Linked DNA regions of Mus musculus: regions 2, 3, 4, 5, 6 and 7 are each linked to region 1. A link is a contact called in public promoter capture Hi-C and targeted proximity ligation data. All regions are on one chromosome and are shown on one strand. The core of a region is the stretch at or near the end of the contact, and the rest is flanking DNA. Distances in the headings are between cores, read along the strand shown.

Region 1 (2,649 bases), core at 85-2,584:
GCAGTTTTAATTTTAAGAGTCAAGCACCTACATTAATCTGAGTCTAATATAATAGGCCTCTGATTTAAAATCTCCTAACATTCTTTCACACTTCATAAAACTAAAAATAAAACCGCCTCACCAAATAGTGACCTAGGGTCCGGCAGACATACTGTATTTCAAGGAAAACTGAAACACTAGCTCTCCAAACCACTACGTGCAGGCAAATTGCAGTTTGTAGCCTTAATTGGTCTTAAATGTGGGGTGGAAGAGAGAGGAGACTTCGGTCTGTAGAGATTGAGATTTATTTCCCTTTTTAAATCAAAAGCAGATCCCATGGTTCAGCTGCCCCCTGACTCTCCCGCCCTACCCTCGCGGGTCGTTCTCTCCTCCCACATTTTTATGTATATTTTATTCGAAGACGACAGGTGAGGGGAGGTGAAAGTGCTTCGTGCCTTTCCGAAGTAAACAGAGGGGTTAGGAGGGTTTATCTGGGTTTATTTATTTACTAGGCGGCCGGCCTCTCAGCTGTTTCTCTTCTCTGGCATTTGGAAGCTTGCAGTCCTTTAGGGATGAGACAGATTTGGCAAGCTCGCTCTTTGTGCCGCCTCCCTTTTCACTGGGGGCTGGGGATGGGTGGGAAGAACGCAAATTTATGACAGCCTTGAGAGAAACGGGGAGGAGGCGGGGGTCGAAAAAGTTTCAGCTCGTATGATAATGCCCATTCCCTCCCACCCCCGCGGCCAACACTGCCACAAACAGCTTTGGTGCCACCCGGAGCCCTGCCCCCGCCGTCCCCTCCCTTTCTCTCTGCAGGCTCGAGCTGGCAGGCGCAGGCACACTTAAATTCCAGCACGGTCTCCACATTCCCCAGAACTACTACGCTCGATTACTACGGCTGCCCTCCCCTTCGCTTCGGGGGGTTCCCCCAGTCTCCTCGGAGAAGCTCGGAAGGCTACTGCCAGCTAAAGGATGTGCGGCTCCCGAGTCCAGCAGGGCTGCGGGCTGGTTGCTTGTCCTGCGCAGTTTCTCTGCTCCAGGCACAAACACGGCGGAGAGCCGGCGCCTCGCAGACACACACAGATCCACGCATACAGTAGAGCTGTCTAGATCCACATTCTTGCACACCGCCCCCTGCTCCCCCCGCGCGCTCCCGGAGTCGCTGAGCAGGGCGAGTGACAGGAGCGTCCCACCAACCCGCGCCGGGCCGGGCAGGGAGGAGCGGCTCGCGGGGCCAACTGCGGCGCGTCTTCCGGCGCCCGTGGAGGCGGCGAGGGTGGGACGCGGGGCGGAGCCCGAGTTTAGGAAGAGGAGGGGACGGCTGTCATCAATGAAGTCATATTCATAATCTAGTCCTCGCTCCCTCTGTTTCTGTACTCTGGGTGACTCAGAGAGGGAAGATTCAGCCAGCACACTGCTCGCGAGCAAGGTAAATATAACTTACAACTCCTTTCTCTTCTCTCCACGGCTCCGGCCTTACAGCAGCCGCAGCGGCCGCCGAACCCCTTGGGCACCGCGCCGCCTTCGCCCCGGATTATGCATCCTTATCCTAATCATTATTTATTGTGCATGCTGGAAGACCAAAACAAACAGGCGGGCCAACCGCTACAACAACAAAAAAGCCCGCCTCTTCCCCGCGGGCCTCAGGTGGAATGCTCTAACCACAGCTCCCGGGTGGCGATAAAAGAAACAAAGTTTCAACCGAACCTCGCCGTTCTAATAATAACAGTAATAATTACTACTTCGAGGGGGCAAGGAGAAGAAATCCCAACATGTCACAGCCTTGACCCTGGGCAGGTTGACAGTGATGCGCTGCCAACTCAGGGTTGCAACACACTCTCCGCCAGGTTGCATCCCCCCCCCCCTCCTATCCCCTAAAAAGCAGAGGTGGGGAGGGCTAGTGGCAAGAGGAGAGGGGGATTTGGGAACTCCGGGCCGGGGGGCGGAGGGGTTGGGAGGCGGGGGACTGGAAACGCGACAGTTCACCCCGAGCCATCCTCCCCGTTAGAGTTGGAAGGGAACAGGAAAGGAGGGAAGGAGGGTGAGGAGCCCGGGCTGGCGGCAGGGCGCCAACCAACACGGCTGCTATTCGCCTCCCGGGGACTTGTTTAAAGGGCTCCGGCTGCGGGGACGAGAGCAGATCTTGGCGGTAGTAGTCTGGGATGGCGCACTGAGCGGGCGGCGGCCACTACCACAGGGTTGGTGCCTTGGGGCTCCGAGGTGTCACCTCCACTCCCGGGGTTCCCTAGGGCAGGGAAGGGAATGTTGATTGGTGACAGGCCTTTAGGTGAAAGGGTTGGCCCCGGGGGCTATGGCCGTGGCGCCGCGGACCCTCTTGTCTGGTACCTAGAGGCAGCGCGGGCTAGGATGTTGAAGTTCGGGGTGTCCAGCCCGGGTCTCATTACAGAGGGTGGAAGGAAGCCCCAAGGAAAGAGGTCCGAGGTGTCCACTAGGCTCTGTTAGCCTCCCCTCCCCTCTCTGGGTTTGTTTTCTTTTGCTTGGTGTCTTTCCTTGGCAAGCGCCGAGGAAGCTGCAGACGCGGGGCGCCTGGGATGGTCTGAGTGTCAGGGGCGCACAGGGACCCGGGAGAGCCACGGCGGCTGAGGGCTGGGGAGGCCATGATCCGGATAATCCTCTCTGCCTGACTGTCACAACAGGACCCGCACGCAC
Region 2 (2,649 bases), core at 104-2,603, 2.9 Mb after region 1:
ACTTTAACTAGCGATGATCCAGCACCATCATCTGTGGTTTTCTGTGGAATTAAATCAAAGCATCCTCTTAATTTTTTTGTAGACCTTAGCTGCTACAAAAGATCACAGGAGGAGAATCCCACCCAGAAGCTCACCAGTAAGTGAGGTCAAAAAAAAAAACAATTAAAAATTACTTAGAAACATCTACACTGCCCATGATTGCAGACACACTGGTGAGGCACATGAACACACTGAAGTAGAGGTAGAGCAAACATTCTCAATGGAATTGCAGCACATTTTCACTTCCTCTGCCACGTGTACAACTCTGTCTGAAAAGTACTAGACAACGAAGTTCTTCTATGATTTTATATTGGCAAGGCAGAGACCTCTCTGGACCTCTTGATTTATCCAGCGGGTGTAACTCGGATCATCAAGATTCCGTCCACACAGATGAAAATCTGAAAAATAGTTTTCAGGTCTGCTCTGCTTAAAATATCCCAGGAATGCTGTGTTGGCCTGTGGGACACACCAGGACAGAGATTCTAGGAGATCCTCTGGAAACAAAAGGCTAGTGAGCTGGGACTTTAGTCAACGTCTTCGAAAAGCAAGCGTTAGAACAATTACGGAAAGTTACATTGTTATTAAAATCCGGATTGTTACTTTGTTGTTACTTTTAAACTTTGAAAGAGTTACAAAAAGCTGCAGCTATTTTTAAGGTTCCAGGTCCAAAAGTTGAGCACCCCTTCATTCCTCCCAACCCCCAAATTAAAAACATCAATACGGTATCTCCAGTCTGGATCAACACAAAACCTAAGTCCATTTCTTTTCCTGAACAGTTTACTGGGGCTGCAAAAGACCCCATCTGGCTTCGCCTAGCATTAATAACTAAACAGGCAGACAAGACTGAAGCACTTTAGTGACTGAATAAAGAGCCTGCCTAGAATGTAAGCTCTGTACGGCCAGGGACATCACCAGCTCTCACTTTAAACCGCAGCACACAAAGGATTTGTGGGTACAGACTCGAACCCCAAGCCTTGGAGTCGCAGAGACCCAGCTCCAAGCGCAGCCCGGGAGTCACGTGACGCGCGCTCCGCTCGCCCCGCCCCCTTCAACCCCGGAGGTCGCGCCAATCCAGGGATCGTGCAAGTGGGCCCGGCCGCTCCGATTGTCACTGACTGAGCCTGTCGCCTCATCCCGGTCCCCAGCTCCACGCGCCAGGTCGCCAGCCAGCAAGGCGTCCCGAGCCCTCGACGTCCTGCCCCGCGGCCTGCGTTCTGACGCGGGGCGGTCCGAGGGAGCCGGGCGGAGCCTCCCCGCGCCGTGCGGCGTGCTGACGCGAGCGGCGAGCGGGGCGGGCCGGCCTCGGCTCCTCCCGCCGCGGGCCCACTGGCCGCCCGCCTCCCCCACCCTCGGCCGGTCAGCGTCCCAGACTGCGTCGCGCAGCATCGCGTCGGCCCGGCCCGGCCCGGCCCCCGGGCAGATGCCCCGAGTTGCCGCTGTCGCCGCCGCCGACTCGGCCGGTGGCGGTGTGGGAGGTGGGCGCCTGGCCCGGGGCCGCCGAGCGTGACAGACACGGCCGGGGCCGCCGGGGGGCTGTCGGGGCCGCGCGCGGACCATGTATTTCCTGAGCGGCTGGCCCAAGAGGCTGCTCTGCGCGCCGCGGAGCCCGGCCGAGGCGCCGCTCCACGTCCAGTCTGACCCTCGGAGAGCGTTCTTCGCCGTGCTGGCCCCGGCCCGCCTCAGCATCTGGTACAGCCGAGTAAGTAGGCGCCGGCGTCCCGACTTCCCCCGAGCGGCCCCTGTCCGGTCCCGACTTCCCCAGAGAGGCCCGGATCTAGTCCCGATTCTCCCCGAGCGACCCTGGCCCCGTCCCGACTCCCTCCGAACGACCACCGTCCGGTCCCAACTAACCCCGGGCGAACCCAGAACCATCCTGATCACCCTCCCTATAGTGACCCTGGAACTGGCGCGACTGCCGCCGAGCGACCCCGGACCGGTCCCGACTTCCCCCGAGCGACCCCGGCCAGTCCCGACTCCCTCCGAGGGAGCGACGGCGGTCCCGTCCCAACTAACTACCCCCGAGCGACCCCAGCCGGTCCCGACTTACCCCGAGCGACCCTCGCTCTCGAGTTGGAGCCGCGCGCGGACAGTCTCCACTGCACCCCAGTCCCCGCGTGGCACCCACAGCCGCGCGCCAGGCCTGGAGCTCCCTGGCGGAGCCCAGACTTGCCTGCCTCTCTGCCCCCATTGCCGCCGAGCCAATCTGTTGGAGCGTCCCCCAGCACTCCGGCAGCTGTGGCGTCCCCGCTCCCCCACCCCCCACCCCTGCTTTAAAGGTTGTTGTTTAGTGGAGTTCCGGAAAGCCTGTTGGTCTTTACCAAGTGTCAGAATTTACAGTCCTGTGGTAATTGATTTCTGAAAACTTAAAGACTTGTTGGGTTTGAGTGTAGATATCTGGTAACTTTAGCTCCGGGTCTCCCCCACACATCACGGACTCCAGTCCTTTTCTTGGCTGCTCTTGGACTCTGGAGAGCTCTGCTGGGATGGTTGGAGAGTCGGGGAGCTCACGTCTGTCCGCGCCGCACCTGGAAATTATTATTTCCAGGCTTAGAAAGAGCATGGGGTCAGAATTCTTTGCTTTCAGCCTGGCTTTTTTTTTTTTTTCCTCCC
Region 3 (2,649 bases), core at 49-2,548, 2.8 Mb after region 1:
CCCCAGTATTCACCCAGTGCACTACTTTGGAATAGTAGTTTTAGTAAGTAAGTGGGGGAAAGCAGAGAATGAAGAAGGCCCTTGAAGTCCAACAGTGAAATGTTTAAAGATGACAGTGCTCTGTGGAGTTCCCAAGGTTTTGTCTTGGAAAAAGTCCACACTTCCAGTTCGCAGAAAGTCTTTCTCAACATCATTTAGAATAGACTTCCCCCACCTGGATCCCGAGACTGGCCGTGATCCACAGCGTTCACAAAGGGCACGGTTCGAGATGGGAAGTTCTTGAACGGCAAGACAACTGGTTTCATTATGTCGAGGAACTTTGAGGAAGTCACCAAATCCACGATTTAAAAATATATTTCCTATTATACAGACACACCTACTTTCTAGAATTAAAACTGAGTCATTTGCTTGATATTAACTCTATAGGTTGTATAACTCTATATGTAAAGTCATGTCAAGACTGTCACGTATCCACGTATCCAGAAAGGGCTTGAAAGAGATGGGGAATCGGATGGTAATTTGAAGTGTCTGGATTCTGAAGATAAAATTTAAGTCAGAGATCTTATGACTTCAGATATTTTGCTTCTAAAGCGCTCACTGCTCAAGCCTGAAGATTTGAAATTCGGGTCCTCATTACCCATAATAAATGCAGTGATGGCCCATTTCTGAGACCCTAGCCCTGGCAGCAGGGGCGCGGATGGGGATCCCTGGACCACGCTGGCCGGCTAGTTTGGCCAGCTGCGAGCCCGAGGTTAGGTAAGAGAGACCCTCTTTCAAAAATCAAGGTGGGAGCTGTAGAGGAAGGCAACCTATGTGGATCTCCAAGCACACGCTCCCCCCCACCCCCACCCCCGACCTCAGGTTCCACTCCCACCCAAAATAGAGCTGAGTTGTTTACTCTGGACTGTTTCTTTGAGGGAACCTGATTTACAAGAAAGCTAATGCAGGTTTCACTTTCACTTTTAGTTTCGTTTTTAAATAGTGTTTGTTTGTTTTTGTTTTTATCGACAGCCTCTCAGTAGCAGCCCGGTTGTCTTGGAGCTCTCTCTATAGACCAGAGACTCACCTGCCACTGGCTCCTGAGTACTGGAATTAAGGCGTGTGTCACCGCACCGAAGCCTAGTTTCGTTTTTTCTTAAACTGTGAATATCCCAAAGCTGACTCTAAAGTCATCCGCAGGAAATACTATGAGATAAACTCATGCTCAAAGGGACTGGGTGGCTTCGGTTTCACAGACAGCGGAGGTTGGACAAGGCTTCCGCGGAGTGGGCGGGGCTCTGAACTCGAGATAAGACCAGGAAATCGTGGTCCCCAAGCCTCATGCCAGGCTGCACTTGCACGTCGCGGGCCAGTCTCCTCGCCTGCAGGTAAGGGAGCATCTTCTCGCGGAATCCGCTTGCAGGGCACTTTAAAGAGCCAGAATCCCTAGACCTTTTTAGGACGGAGAAGGGAACCGGTTTCCTGGGAAAGTTAAGAACTCAGAATCCGCAGTTTTGTGTGTTTATGGATCTTGTGGGTAGGTAGCTGGGTCAGAAGAGATGAATTAATTGGTCCTAGCGCGACTTGACTGTTTGCTAGCAATGACTGGGTCTTTCCACTTGAAGCATCTCCGGAGGTCCCTTCCTCTGTCGAGGTCTAGGATGCTGGAGCTTAAGATTTTCATTCTATCTGCCCAGAGAACCTAAAGGATTTTTGGAAGAAAATGTCCCAAACAGTTCTTAGATACAGTGACCTAGGCTATGTTAAAGTTTAGGTTGGGGTTGTCATAAGAGGTGAAAGTACAATATTCTATCTTTTTTTAAAAATAAATTATTACAGGTGCTTTCCTATGAATTACTTAGCCAGTTTTTTTTTAATTGCTATATTCCATTGTGCTGGGTTATTAAAGGGCATCACTCTCCCACTGAGGAATGCACAGGTTAGTAATAGTGCCTTACTAGCTCAGTCATCCACTGACCATCTGTGTATGTGACTGTCTGGAATATGGCTAGGTATTTCATTTAGATAAACTCTTATATGTATAAGTACTTCATTATGTTTGAGTGTCTGAAAGGCCTTTGTGTAGAAAAAAAAAAAACAACAACCTGAGAATACATTCCAGAAAGTATCCGCAGCTGATGATGATAGTGACCAAGCGGTGTTTAAGGAGAACTTTATACAGGGAAAATATTCACCTTTCCCAGCTGAGCATCATAGATAGGAAGACATGATAGTGGTTATATGCTGCTCTAAGGAGGGATGGAGAAGGGATGGATTTGAGCACAGGGTTCAGGATCATTTGATAGAATTTGAAAACTGGGTAAATTTTCACTCTTTTGAGAAAGGAAGTTTGCATCTGCTTCCCCTCCCCGCCCCAGGCACTCTTCCCCCCCCCATCCCCCCCCGTGCCCCCCCCCCCCATGGGAAGATAAAGAAGTGGCGTTCCAAGATCTTCATCTGGACTTCCCCTGGGACAAACCTATTTCCCCATCTTGAATGAGCGTCACTTCTTTACTTTAAACTCTGTTCTGTGAAAGGCTCTCAGCTCTTGTCTGGGAATTTGTGAAAGGTTACAGTTTCTTGCCGGAGGGAGGGAGAAGGTGACCCTGGACTCTTAGCCCATGTAAGAGGTGCAGGTTTAGAGGTCAAAGGCCATGCTGATTTACATGG
Region 4 (2,649 bases), core at 84-2,583, 2.7 Mb after region 1:
TTTTAAAGTTCTGATAAGTTGCTTCACTTACAAACACTGCTTTGAAAAAAACTATAAAATTAGTTAAGGGAATCTACAAACACATTTTACAACATAGGAGAAAGGCTAATATCAGAATGGCAAGGGTAGGTCAAGACCACGAGATCTCTATGCAATTCAGCACGCTAGTTCACCTTCAGTGCTGCTGCAAACCACAGAGAAGCTTCATCTGTCCCCATACTACAATCTACCTATCTGCATCGATGAGCTATCCATGCCGAGACTCATCTCATCCGCCCTTGTCCTTCCCTGTGCCCTTTATTAAGTTTTCACTTCACATGAATTGCTCCGTTGGCTTTGCTCTCCCTCTCTCAGCCCTTCTGGACGAACCTTACTGCCCTACGCTGTTGCTTCTTTTCCCCTCCTGTTCAGCACATCCTGACCTCCTCGCTCTTCCCCGTATAATTCAGACAGCAGTGTCTTTCCCCTAAATAAACTTTTCCTCTAAATAAACGCCCCCAATCCCATCCCATCCTATCTATGTGACTAGTTCCTCATCACCTATATCTATCTTCTGACAATGCCCCCGACAGTGGTTAATTTCAAATGAGCAAGAATTTATTTGACTCGTGATTTGAAGATGCTCCAGGGTCCAAGGACTTTTCCTGTAGCATCATCCCATAGCGGAGGTGCCGGAAAAGGAGGATGAAGTGATCTTGCAACAGATTCACTCAGGACAATCCACTTCTGTGATAATGGCCTGACTCCGTTTCAAGAAAATTTAATTCCCTCACTTCACTTCCTAACGCTGCCCTGGAGATTAAGCTTATAACACACGGAATTTGGGGTATACATGAAACCTAAGGCCATCTTTTTAATAAGGCCTACTCTGAACAAATTATTTCTTCTAAGTCTAAAGTGAACTTCATATAAGTCTGTATGGTTTTTAAAACTGTATTCACACGTACACTAGGTACAAATTCTATTTCCTACAGAAATTCACTGGCAGAGCAAAGTCAAGGATAAGAAAAGAGGAGTTTGCACACTGATAAGCTACCAAGCCTTCCCTTCAGAGTTTTACCTGGGTTTGTGAATCTTCTCCAGGCGGAGGAAGAAGGGTGAGGGTTGAAGGCTTTGCCCTTGCGTGAGTAGTGGGGAAAGAACTGTGTCATAGGACTTTGCTCCTCCATCTCGAACCGGCTCCAGTCACTTTGGCCACAGAGTTTTATAACTTCTATCAGCAGGTGCCTGCCGCACAGCTTCCTGGGTCTGGATTCCTCTTCCTCTTCCCTGGAGAAAGGAGTCAGTAGGAGTCCAAGCCACAACAGACAAGAACAGCACAGCTGCTTCATCCCTGGGCTCCGCCACAGGGCCGGGCGCGCTGCAACGGCCGTCGCCCCGCCCCCGCCCCGCCCCGCCCCGCCCCGCCTTCGCCACCCACCACGCCCCCAGCCACGCCCCTCTCCGCACCGCCCTCGGGTTGCCCTCCCTCGCAGGCAATCTTCTCCAGAACACTTTGGTTAGGTGCGGGGTGTTCCAGGCTTACATGGACTTCCGGCTTGCAGAAAGTTGAAATTAACAGGCTCTTTTGGCCTCAGAAATGCAAGTTTTAAAATGTCTTCTTTTCCTAACTTTATTCATTCATTTTCCTTGTCGTCAAAGTTGAAATTAACAGGCTCTTTTGGCCTCAGAAATGCAAGTTTTAAAATGTCTTCTTTCTCTGACTTTATTCATTCATTTTCCTTGTCGTGCGCTCCAAGAAACTGCCTCATGAAATATGAGAACCTAGGACTCTGAGATGCAGCATCCCCCCCACACCTGGAATGTGATCTTCTTTTTGCCTAGTGTTTACAGGAGCCATTTCTTCCCTTCGGAGAAACTTATCTCCTTCATGGATTATATTTTTTAACTTTAAAAAATTGGTACTGGAACTAGAGAGATGTCTTGGCAGTTAGGAGAACTTGCTCTTGCCGAGGATCCGGGGTCGCTTCCCTGTACCAACAAAGCAGCACATGGTAGTCTGTAACTCCGGTTCAGTACCAGTCATACTCGTGGTGCATATACAGACATGCAAGCAAACACTCATACATATCAAATAAAATAAATAAACCCTTTTTAAAAATTACTCATTCCATCGCGGTGTCTTCTCACATCTATCGCACTGTACTTCACTCTCTCTTACTCGCCTCCCTTAACCACCCTCTCCCAGTTCCTGCCTTTAGTAATTCCCCTTTTTGCTTTTTTTTAATTACATGTCCTCTATTAATTGATTGCCTCCTACCTTCTTTAAGCACTCATCCCTCTCGGAATCCCTTTTGTAGTTTCATGACCTACAAACACAAACATTTAAGCATACACATATATAAACACACAAATACATAGTTTTAAGTCTAGATTCTACATGTACATAAAAGCATCATTTAGTATCCGGTTCCCGGTAAAAATTGCCTTAATTTATTTATATGAGCACATTCTTTTTTACAATAAATTATCATCACCATTATTATTATTATATTATTATTATTATTATGATGTTTATTTACTGCTGATGTGTGTGTATAAGTTGGATCCAGTTCTCTCCATGCACCATATGGGACCCCAAGATCGTTGTCACATTGTCAGGCTTGGCAGCAAGTGCCTTAACCCGCGAAAGCATCCCACTGCCTGGGA
Region 5 (2,649 bases), core at 63-2,562, 2.5 Mb after region 1:
ATCTTTTTTCTAAAGACTATTGAGTAATTAAACGAGATAGCATTAAAAAAGAAAATGAAAAATCCATTCCTGATGTGAAAGTACCCCTGGTGCTTTAGTATTCTTCACAACAACGTTTAGAGGAGAGCCTATGGGTCCTGGAGCTTTTCCAAAGAACGCTGCCTGTCAGATGCCGCTTAGCTGTGTAAAGGCAGTCTTAACAGAATGGCGTTGTGGTAAGTGGGTTAGCTGCCTCAGTGGATTTCAGGGCTGATCCGTAGACTCTTCTCTGATGGCCACTGATGCTCCTCGGGGTTTCCTTGGGACTCTCACTCGCTTAGGATGGCCCCCTTTTTTTTCTTTCTCCAGCTTCTACTCCATCCTTCACTGTGCTTTCTGGGACTTAAGGTCTGGGGTTACAGCCCGTGAATGGCTGGCTGTAAACCTAACACTAAGACCACTGCGTTCCTAAGTTGGTAGTCATTTGATTGTTTTTTTAATGGAGGCGTGAAACAGTACAATATTTAGAAAGGTTTTGTAGTGCAAGCTTGGATGACAGGACAGATGGAAAAGCAAGATCTCCACCCACCCATCCCCCGTGCATGCATGAGCATGTATGTCTTGAAGTTATTGCAACTGTCCATTTTGAGTCATGCGAGGTTACAGATATGTCTTGACACCAAACTCAAAGAATATGAACGAAGGGGCAGCTGAGAAAGGGACAAAGAGAGGCCCCTCATTACAAAATAAGCAGCGGTCTCTTGTCTAAAGGCTCGGGGTCCTAGTTCAGGCAGCCTCTGACAGCTTGGCAATTTCCCGGGAGTGAAAGATTGCAGGCTGCACCTCAGAGGATTTCGGCTCAGACCCAGACAAGGCGCCTACAACAGGGTAAGCGTGTCAATCCTGTTCTCTTCGGTGGCAGGAAAACGCGGGAGAGGCTAGCTAGCATCCTTGCCCGGGGCTGCCGTAGGTACGTTGCTAAGTACCACCAGCTGTGGGCACCCAGGCGGAGCCATTGCCTCCTTTATCGCATAGGCCGTGAAAGTCCGGCACAGACAGACAGACAGACCCCCAAGGCGTCTGGGCGCCGGGGTTTCCCCGCAGCACTAACTGGGTCCCTCCAGCCGCGCGCTGTTGCTGGGGCCCGGGCACCGCCCTCTTTCACTACCGGCCAATGGCAACGCGGCATGAGCACCGCCCAGCTACAGCGCAGACCAATGGCGACGCAGAGAGGGCAACACCCAGATCCCTCGTGGGCCAATGGTAGTGTGCCTCGGAGGCCGGGCCGCCCCAGCCAGGGGAGGAGGCGGGCGGGCGGCCGCTGGCTCCGCCCCGCTCCCCTCTGACCCGGTGTCTAGTCGCTCTGTCTTCCTGTTCTAAACCACGTGGACGCGTCGGGGGCTGCCTTGGTCCTGGTCGCGCTCCCGGGTCCCGGGTCCCGGGCCTCTGCGGACGGCGCGCACATGGCGACCCAGGCGCACTCACTCAGCTACGCGGGGTGTAACTTCTTGCGCCAGCGGCTGGTCCTGTCCACCCTGAGCGGGCGACCGGTCAAGATCCGCAGGATTCGCGCCAGGGACGACAACCCGGGCCTCCGAGGTGACTTGGGAGGGGGCGCGAGGAGGGAGGACCCGGGGTCGTAGCCCGGAGTGGCCACTGGGCGCGTGGGAGGGATGGTGGTCGGGCGACAGATCTGTCCGCGAGCTGCGCCACGCGTGGAAGGATGCCCTGTGGCTCCTGGGCACGGGTAGTAAACAGCTGCACGTTTTCCTGGCTAGCTTGTTGCTACGAATCGTAGGCATCGCCCACTCGCTTCCCTCTCTTGAGTCTCTTGCTTTCGCCATAAACCTCCCTGGAGAAAAACAAACAGTTTATTGGACCAACATCTAGTGATTGAGTGAGACATTAGAGAGAAAAGTACCACAGATTGGTTTCCCAATCTCATCCAAAGCAGGTCTCTGAAACCGCTGCCCCGCTTGGACACCAGTTTTTGTCGCCATTATTTATCTCCTCCCCCCCCCACCACACCCCCGCCCTATCTCTTCGGAAGTGTATTATAAAATTTTATTTTTAAACGATGCGCTTGTTTCTATTAGTCACCGATGTGCGCAGTAGCGAAGCTTTGTAATAGGGTTTTGTTTTGTTTTTCTTGAACCGGAGTCTCATGTTGCTCAGGTTGCCTTCAAACTATGTATGTAACTGAGGATGCCCTTCAAGTCCTGTTCCTTCTACCTCCCCACCTCCCGAGTGCTGGGATTACAGGTCTGCTCCTGAGCGCTCAACCAAGATAGTTTTTACGTCGTAGACGTAGTTGTCTTGGCTTAAGGAAAAGGAAGGCCAAACATTAAACTGCAGGCTTCAAAGGTCTTATTGATTTATCTGTCTCACAAAGGTAGATAGATAGGTTGAACCCATCATTTGAACCCGCGTCTTGTTAAATGGCTTTGGTTTGCAGCTGTTCCCCTAGAATTTAGGTGCGTGTTCAAAAGTGTCTCCAAGATCCCTTCTGATAAAGACAATTGAACCAATTAAAACCAAAAAGAGAAAAAAAAAAAAAACTATCAGTAGCCTGAAAGGGGGGGGGGGGTTGTAGTTCGTTCAGGAGACCTCCTGGGTCAGGCTGGTATGTTTATTTTTGCGAGGTTTTTTTTTTTTTTTTTCTTTTCTTAC
Region 6 (2,649 bases), core at 71-2,570, 2.4 Mb after region 1:
GGACTTGGGACTGTTTGCAGTAACTCGCATTGCAATCTGTTGCACTAAGAACATTTAGCAAGAGTCAAATAACCTTTCGATAAACTTTAATTAACTGCAGCCTTTATTATTTCTTAAGGTCGACATTAGAAGAAAACGAAAACATGCTTGAGGGGTGCAGAGGATCGAGCCAAAGAAACTGAAAACTGTGGGTTTTCACACACCCCCACCCCCACGCACACACTTGAATATCAGTGTCTTTTAAACAAACAAAAAACACCCTTTCCTAGAAACTAGCTATACACCCGCCAGGAGGGAGTGGAGAGGTAAATAAATCGCGGTAGATTCAGCAGACACAGGGTAAGCAGTGCAGTGCGGAACCGGACAACGTCTCCATATGGGATGGCAGGCTGAATGCAGTGTGCGAAAACACTGATGTGGAGTAAGTAGATGGTAACTTGATACACTGAGGTTGTAAGAAGGAGCTTTACACAAAGACATTTCCAGAAGGAGATAGACTGTTTCTCTCCGAGGTTCTGGGCTGAGGTAGGGACTAAGAGAAAACTTTGCTTTTTACTTTATACATTTCTGTCTTCCCTCCTCTCCCTGGCCTTTACTTTCTTTTTTTTAAAACCTTGAACAGGTATTATTTCTGTGTAAATAAGCTTCAAATGAATTTTCAAAATAGGCACTAGTTTGAAATTGAAGGTCAACACTATTGTGGAGAAACACATCTAGTGCAAGCTTTTAAAAAATAGTTTACAGCTGTTAGTTGGCTGGCGCCTGGAATCCCAGCACTCACTAGGGAGGCTGAGACAGGAGGATGTCAAACTTAAGTTAAAGTTATCCTTGAATACATCGAATGACACTGTCCCAAAAAATAAATTTAAAAATGCTTTTCTTAAAATAGAACTTACCACAAACCCACCCTTTGTAAAGTGTTGGCTAGATTTTTTGTGCTGAGTTAGAAGACTTTGGAAGGAGAAACACAGCAATCGTTTATGTAACTGTTACAAGGACAACTTTAGTGACTAAGAAATGTCTGGGGGCATCAAAATCTAAGCCAACTTTGTGACTGCAATGAAAATAAGTAATACTTGACCTTGCAGAGAGAAAGGTCAGAATTACAAGATCCCACGGAGCTTACCATGGGCGGGAGGGGGGGGTGTAGGGAAAAAAAAAAAAAAGAAGCTAGCCCTGGCAGAGCCAAAGCCTGCCTTCTGCATACAAGGACACGTGGAGAGACAGGCACAGCTCCCCCCGGCTGGACCCCCACCGCAGCTGCCAGCTGTGTCGAATGAGCTTCTAAAAACAAAGCCAAGGGCTTTCCTTCAGTCTTTGAACTTCCTAGTCCTTTCCTTCCCCCTCCCCCATCTACCCGAAGCTGCCCACGGAGGCCAGAGGATTCGGGGCGCAACGGCTCTTTCCCCAGGCGAGGTCGGGGAGCGCTGCACCCGCGTCGCAGGACCCTCGACCCCGGCCCGCAAAGCCCCGCCGGGACGATCGCACGCCGCCAGCCCTCGGTCTCAGCTCCCACCTGTGCCCTGCAGCATGTTCTGGCGGAGCAGGTCCCCGCTGGAGAGGTGCTTCAGCTCGAAGTGTTTGGTGATGCGTGACGACACGGTGCCCTTGCCGGAGCCCGGGGCCCCCATGATCACGGCGCGCAGCAGCCGCCCCGACGCCCCCATGGTGGCTGGCGGTGGTCCGAGCTGCGCAGACGCTGGTCTGTGGCCTGGCCTGCGCGCTCACAGGCTCCGCGGCCCTGGAGGGCTGGCAGCTGCAAGCGGGCGGTGGCCAGGACGCCCGGCTCTCCCGGAAGTGAGCGACGGCCACCGGGGCCGCCCCGCCGGCTGCTGCACCGCCCCTCCGCGCCCCTGCACCCCACTCCCTTGAGCTCCACCCGGCGCCTCTTGGCATCCCCAGACCCTCGTGCCCTGTGCTGCCTGGTCCCAGCCTGCAGGCTGCGCCCGTCTGCATTCTCCCCAGTGGACAACCTCTGAGCACCCCGTTCTACTTCTAGTCTCCCGCTGGCACCTCTGAGTGCCTGGATTTCATTTTTTTCCCCCCTCTGTGTTCACCTTTTTCACCCTTAGTCTTTTCTAAGAGCCAAGTTCTGTCCTGCTCAGACCCAACAGGAAGCAGCATGCCCCCGTGTTGTGTCCCCTCGGCCCCTCTGGTTCACCAGGTGTTCCCCACCTTTTCACACCAATCCTCCCTTGACCTTCTTCCCTCTGCCTTTTCACCCCATTTCCTTCTCCTCCAGGGGTGACCTGGAACCCTCCTCACAGAAGCTTTCATCAAGTGAAGTATGTGTCTCATCTCCCTGAATCCACTTTCAGAACCAAAAGTAGCTGTCACCGTTAACTTCCGCAGAGGTCAAACATACTAGCTCCTTCAGAAATGCATTCATTTCAGGAAGAGCTACCCAGTGCCTACTGTGTGCCACTGTACTTAGAGGCCTCCGAGAATGCTATGCTGAACAAACCCGAGTTTCTACTGCTGTCCGTTTGTTTTCTTGCTTGTTTGTCCAGGGGTGGAAGTAAGGCTTTTTGAAACAGTACTGTGAATAAAAACAATAACAAACCAGCAGGCAGCAGTGATAGACGTCTTTAAACCCCGCACCCAGGTAGAGGCAGGCAGATCTCAGGATTCCTGGCCAGCCTGATCTAC
Region 7 (2,649 bases), core at 77-2,576, 2.4 Mb after region 1:
TTCTGTGTAGCCCAGGTTGGTGGTGAACTTGAGAATCCTCATGTCTCAGCCTTTCCCAGGATTACAGACTTGTTCATTTCAGAGATATTTCCACATCAGCACGCTGAGATCTACTCTTCCATTGCTTCTACTTACTTATTTTTAGCTTTCTTTTACCACCCCAAAACTGTCTTTGTATTAGATTCCGCTGTAAAAATACTGTTGGGTATTTTCCTGATCATGAAAGAGCTGAACTGAAGCACATAGGCTTTTCATGTCATCCCTCTTCCTTAAATGTTACACAGCATGCTTAACAGCATTTTTCTCATCTATCGCTCGACCATTAGGATTAACGAGCCTTTAGCGTTTGCCAGTCAGGGCTAAGGCAGATGACTCAGTAGGTAAAAATGGTAGCTGAGCAAGCATGAGGACGGTAGTTCAAATACCCAACAAACCTGCACCTCTAATCCTAGCTCTAAATGGGCTGAGACAGAAGGCTTGGTGTCAGTTCTCTGAGCTCAGCGAGAAGAAACCTTGTCTCAAGGGAATGCTGTGAAAAATAACAGAGCAGGAGAACTGATGTGGTCCTCTGGCCTACCCTTGTGAACCTCACGCCCCCACACACCCCTACCTACAGTTTGCCAATCAATCAAAGCTTGAAAGACTGATAGTCTGTCGTCTTATCTGATTGCGAATAGACAACAAGCTAAATTGTTAAACGTGCGGGTTGTGAAGTTAGACTTTCCTAGTTCCTAGGTGTCTGTTTCCCTCTCCCTGGTCCTAGAAACTAAAATCAGGGCCTTGCCTGTGTTAGTTAAATGAGCACTCTACTGCCAGGGTACATTCCCAATCTTTGAGTTTTTCGCTTAAAATGTGTTCTCGGGCTATGGTGGGTCATTTTGTCTCAAAAAGAAAAGGGACAGTGAGTACTCGGATCTTCACGATTCTAAAAAGACACGAGGAACGGAAAGCCCTCTGATACGTCTACTACTTGTCTCAATTCTTTACAAATGTGCTTGCCCCAGTATTTTATTTTTAGTGTCCTCCTCCGCTGTAGCAGGGTTTGGAGAACAGTCTTGTCGCGGGTAATTTGAAGTTAAAGGAAAGTTGGCTGTGCTTTCTAAATCGGTCCCCCTCGACTCCGACTTAGATTGCTCTACACGAAGGAGCTTTTGAAATAGAAGAGGGACAAGTCAGAACACCCTTTGAACGCCCGGATCCGAACCTGCAGAAACCCTAGTTAGCTTTCCCGGACTTAAACTCCAGACTTTGCTTCTTCGTCCAGACGTGGCCACGCCCGGTCACGCCCCCGGAAATGACGTCCCGGCCGGCTACTTCTTCTTCCGCAGTCCGCCGGCGGCACAGTCCAGGCCTGCTCCGGGGGTGCATCGGCTTCGCCAGGGGCAGAGGGATTCTGGGTAACGACCGTGGCCGGCCGGGCGGCTGGCTCCGCCCAGCAGGTTCCACTCACGCCAGGGCCGTTGGCGCTGGCGGTTGCCGGGCCCGGACCAGTGGGACATGGAGCAGCCGTGGCCGCCACCGGGCCCCTGGAGCTTCCCGAGGACTGGCGGGGAAACCGAGGAGGAGAGTGACTTAGACGTGTCCCCCTCTTCGTCCCACTACTCTCCGGTACCGGACGGCGGCGCCCAGGTGAGAGCGGCCTGCGTTCTGCCGGGGGCGGGGGATGGGAAATGTCTGCGGGCATCGCGGGGGAGCCTGATGCCAAGCCACAGCTCTGGCAGCATCTTCCGCGAGAAAAGGAGGCGATCACGCGCGCATTCCCGACCTCCACGTCCACGCACACTTGTCCCTGCACCGGGGCTGGTTGCCCCTCACCTTTGCGAGAGGTTCCTCCTCCCCCTCTCTGCTGCTGTCTGCGTGGAGCTTTGGGGGCCGCTCAAGTGTATAACATTGACCCTTTGTCCTCTGGTGCGTGCTTTCATCCGAGCCTTTATTACGAGCTCCAGCTACTTTGTGCACAGTTGATAGGAACAGAGAGTGATTGTACTTCTAAAATAGTACACCGAGTCCTGACATAAACATCTCACGTGCTCTTTGCCGCGCTGACATCTCAGCAAATTCTGTAAGCCTTGCCTTTGACGCTGGCACACACCTCCGTTTCTATCATTGGTCCTTTACTGTATTCATAGTTTGATTCCGCGTCAGCCTCCGGTGAAAACATACAGCCACCGAATTGGCTTTCAGGCTTCTTCCCGAAGTTTCTGATACTACATGTGTTTTTCAACCCAGCTTTCTTGCCTCGGAAACTGTCAAGTGTTATATGCCAGTTATGGCTTTTATAGGGGTGCTGTGCTATGCTGCGAACATCACCTTCTCCCGACTTTTCACCTGGGTGTGTTTTGAACCAGATTTCAAAAGCATAGACTGAACACTAATCTTTTCAATGAAATTGATTGTAGGTGTCTGATTTCCAGGCGTTTTTGCAAAAATGTGGTCCAATATTATAATAGCTTTTCTTAAAGATGACTGGTTTAAATTGTCTGCCCGCAAGTCAGTCAGCTGAGTTGATTGGGCTCACCCACAGTATGCTGTTTCATAACCACAGACTATGGTCAGCCAACTAGTCATAGGGAAAGTAAGGCAAAATGAGAATTGATGGGTCAGTAGTCACCTAGTTACGGATCACTAGTATCATCTGTGTATACTTAG

The links. Promoter capture Hi-C pulls out the DNA fragments that hold promoters and counts their contacts.
Region 2: a contact with region 1 is called in a targeted proximity ligation map of astrocytes, with 7 times the contacts expected there. A contact is called at or near these places in 1 of 39 promoter capture datasets (pre-B cells), 1 of 130 datasets of targeted methods (astrocytes) and 2 of 9 other capture datasets (adipose tissue and pancreatic islet).
Region 3: a promoter capture Hi-C map of pre-B cells shows a contact between it and region 1, with 4 times the contacts expected there. A contact is called at or near these places in 3 of 39 promoter capture datasets (hippocampal neurons, liver and pre-B cells), 1 of 130 datasets of targeted methods (astrocytes) and 1 of 9 other capture datasets (adipose tissue).
Region 4: a contact with region 1 is called in a targeted proximity ligation map of astrocytes, with 5 times the contacts expected there. A contact is called at or near these places in 1 of 39 promoter capture datasets (pre-B cells) and 1 of 130 datasets of targeted methods (astrocytes).
Region 5: a promoter capture Hi-C map of pre-B cells shows a contact between it and region 1, with 4 times the contacts expected there. A contact is called at or near these places in 2 of 39 promoter capture datasets (liver and pre-B cells) and 1 of 130 datasets of targeted methods (astrocytes).
Region 6: a promoter capture Hi-C map of pre-B cells shows a contact between it and region 1, with 3 times the contacts expected there. A contact is called at or near these places in 2 of 39 promoter capture datasets (liver and pre-B cells) and 1 of 130 datasets of targeted methods (astrocytes).
Region 7: a contact with region 1 is called in a promoter capture Hi-C map of pre-B cells, with 5 times the contacts expected there. A contact is called at or near these places in 2 of 39 promoter capture datasets (liver and pre-B cells), 1 of 130 datasets of targeted methods (extraembryonic endoderm stem cells) and 1 of 9 other capture datasets (liver).

What each region holds. Positions count from the first base shown.
Region 1 is chr19:26,603,826-26,606,474 of GRCm38.p6, forward strand. Smarca2 (SWI/SNF related, matrix associated, actin dependent regulator of chromatin, subfamily a, member 2) reads left to right here and starts at 1,335. Exons shown (of 33, transcript NM_011416.2): 1 at 1,335-1,408. It overlaps Gm52395 (a long non-coding RNA gene), which reads right to left. Exons shown (of 7, transcript XR_003952911.1): 1 at 2,326-2,649; 2 at 1,424-2,224.
Region 2 is chr19:29,520,929-29,523,577 of GRCm38.p6, forward strand. Ric1 (RAB6A GEF complex partner 1) reads left to right here and starts at 1,354. Exons shown (of 26, transcript NM_001081319.1): 1 at 1,354-1,738. The coding sequence starts at 1,595. It overlaps A930007I19Rik (RIKEN cDNA A930007I19 gene), which reads right to left and starts at 1,059. Exons shown (of 4, transcript NR_015567.3): 1 at 962-1,059; 2 at 1-41.
Region 3 is chr19:29,366,140-29,368,788 of GRCm38.p6, forward strand. It overlaps Cd274 (CD274 antigen), which reads left to right and starts at 1,299. Exons shown (of 7, transcript NM_021893.3): 1 at 1,299-1,367. It also overlaps a transcript of Plgrkt not described here.
Region 4 is chr19:29,323,985-29,326,633 of GRCm38.p6, forward strand. It overlaps Insl6 (insulin-like 6), which reads right to left and starts at 1,334. Exons shown (of 2, transcript NM_013754.1): 1 at 1,061-1,334. The coding sequence starts at 1,331.
Region 5 is chr19:29,100,063-29,102,711 of GRCm38.p6, forward strand. Rcl1 (RNA terminal phosphate cyclase-like 1) reads left to right here and starts at 1,313. Exons shown (of 9, transcript NM_021525.2): 1 at 1,313-1,578. The coding sequence starts at 1,443.
Region 6 is chr19:29,046,163-29,048,811 of GRCm38.p6, forward strand. It overlaps 1700018L02Rik (RIKEN cDNA 1700018L02 gene), which reads left to right and starts at 1,321. Exons shown (of 1, transcript NR_028360.1): 1 at 1,321-2,567. It overlaps Ak3 (adenylate kinase 3), which reads right to left and starts at 1,799. Exons shown (of 5, transcript NM_021299.2): 1 at 1,517-1,799. The coding sequence starts at 1,667.
Region 7 is chr19:28,989,041-28,991,689 of GRCm38.p6, forward strand. Cdc37l1 (cell division cycle 37-like 1) reads left to right here and starts at 1,327. Exons shown (of 7, transcript NM_025950.4): 1 at 1,327-1,629. The coding sequence starts at 1,498.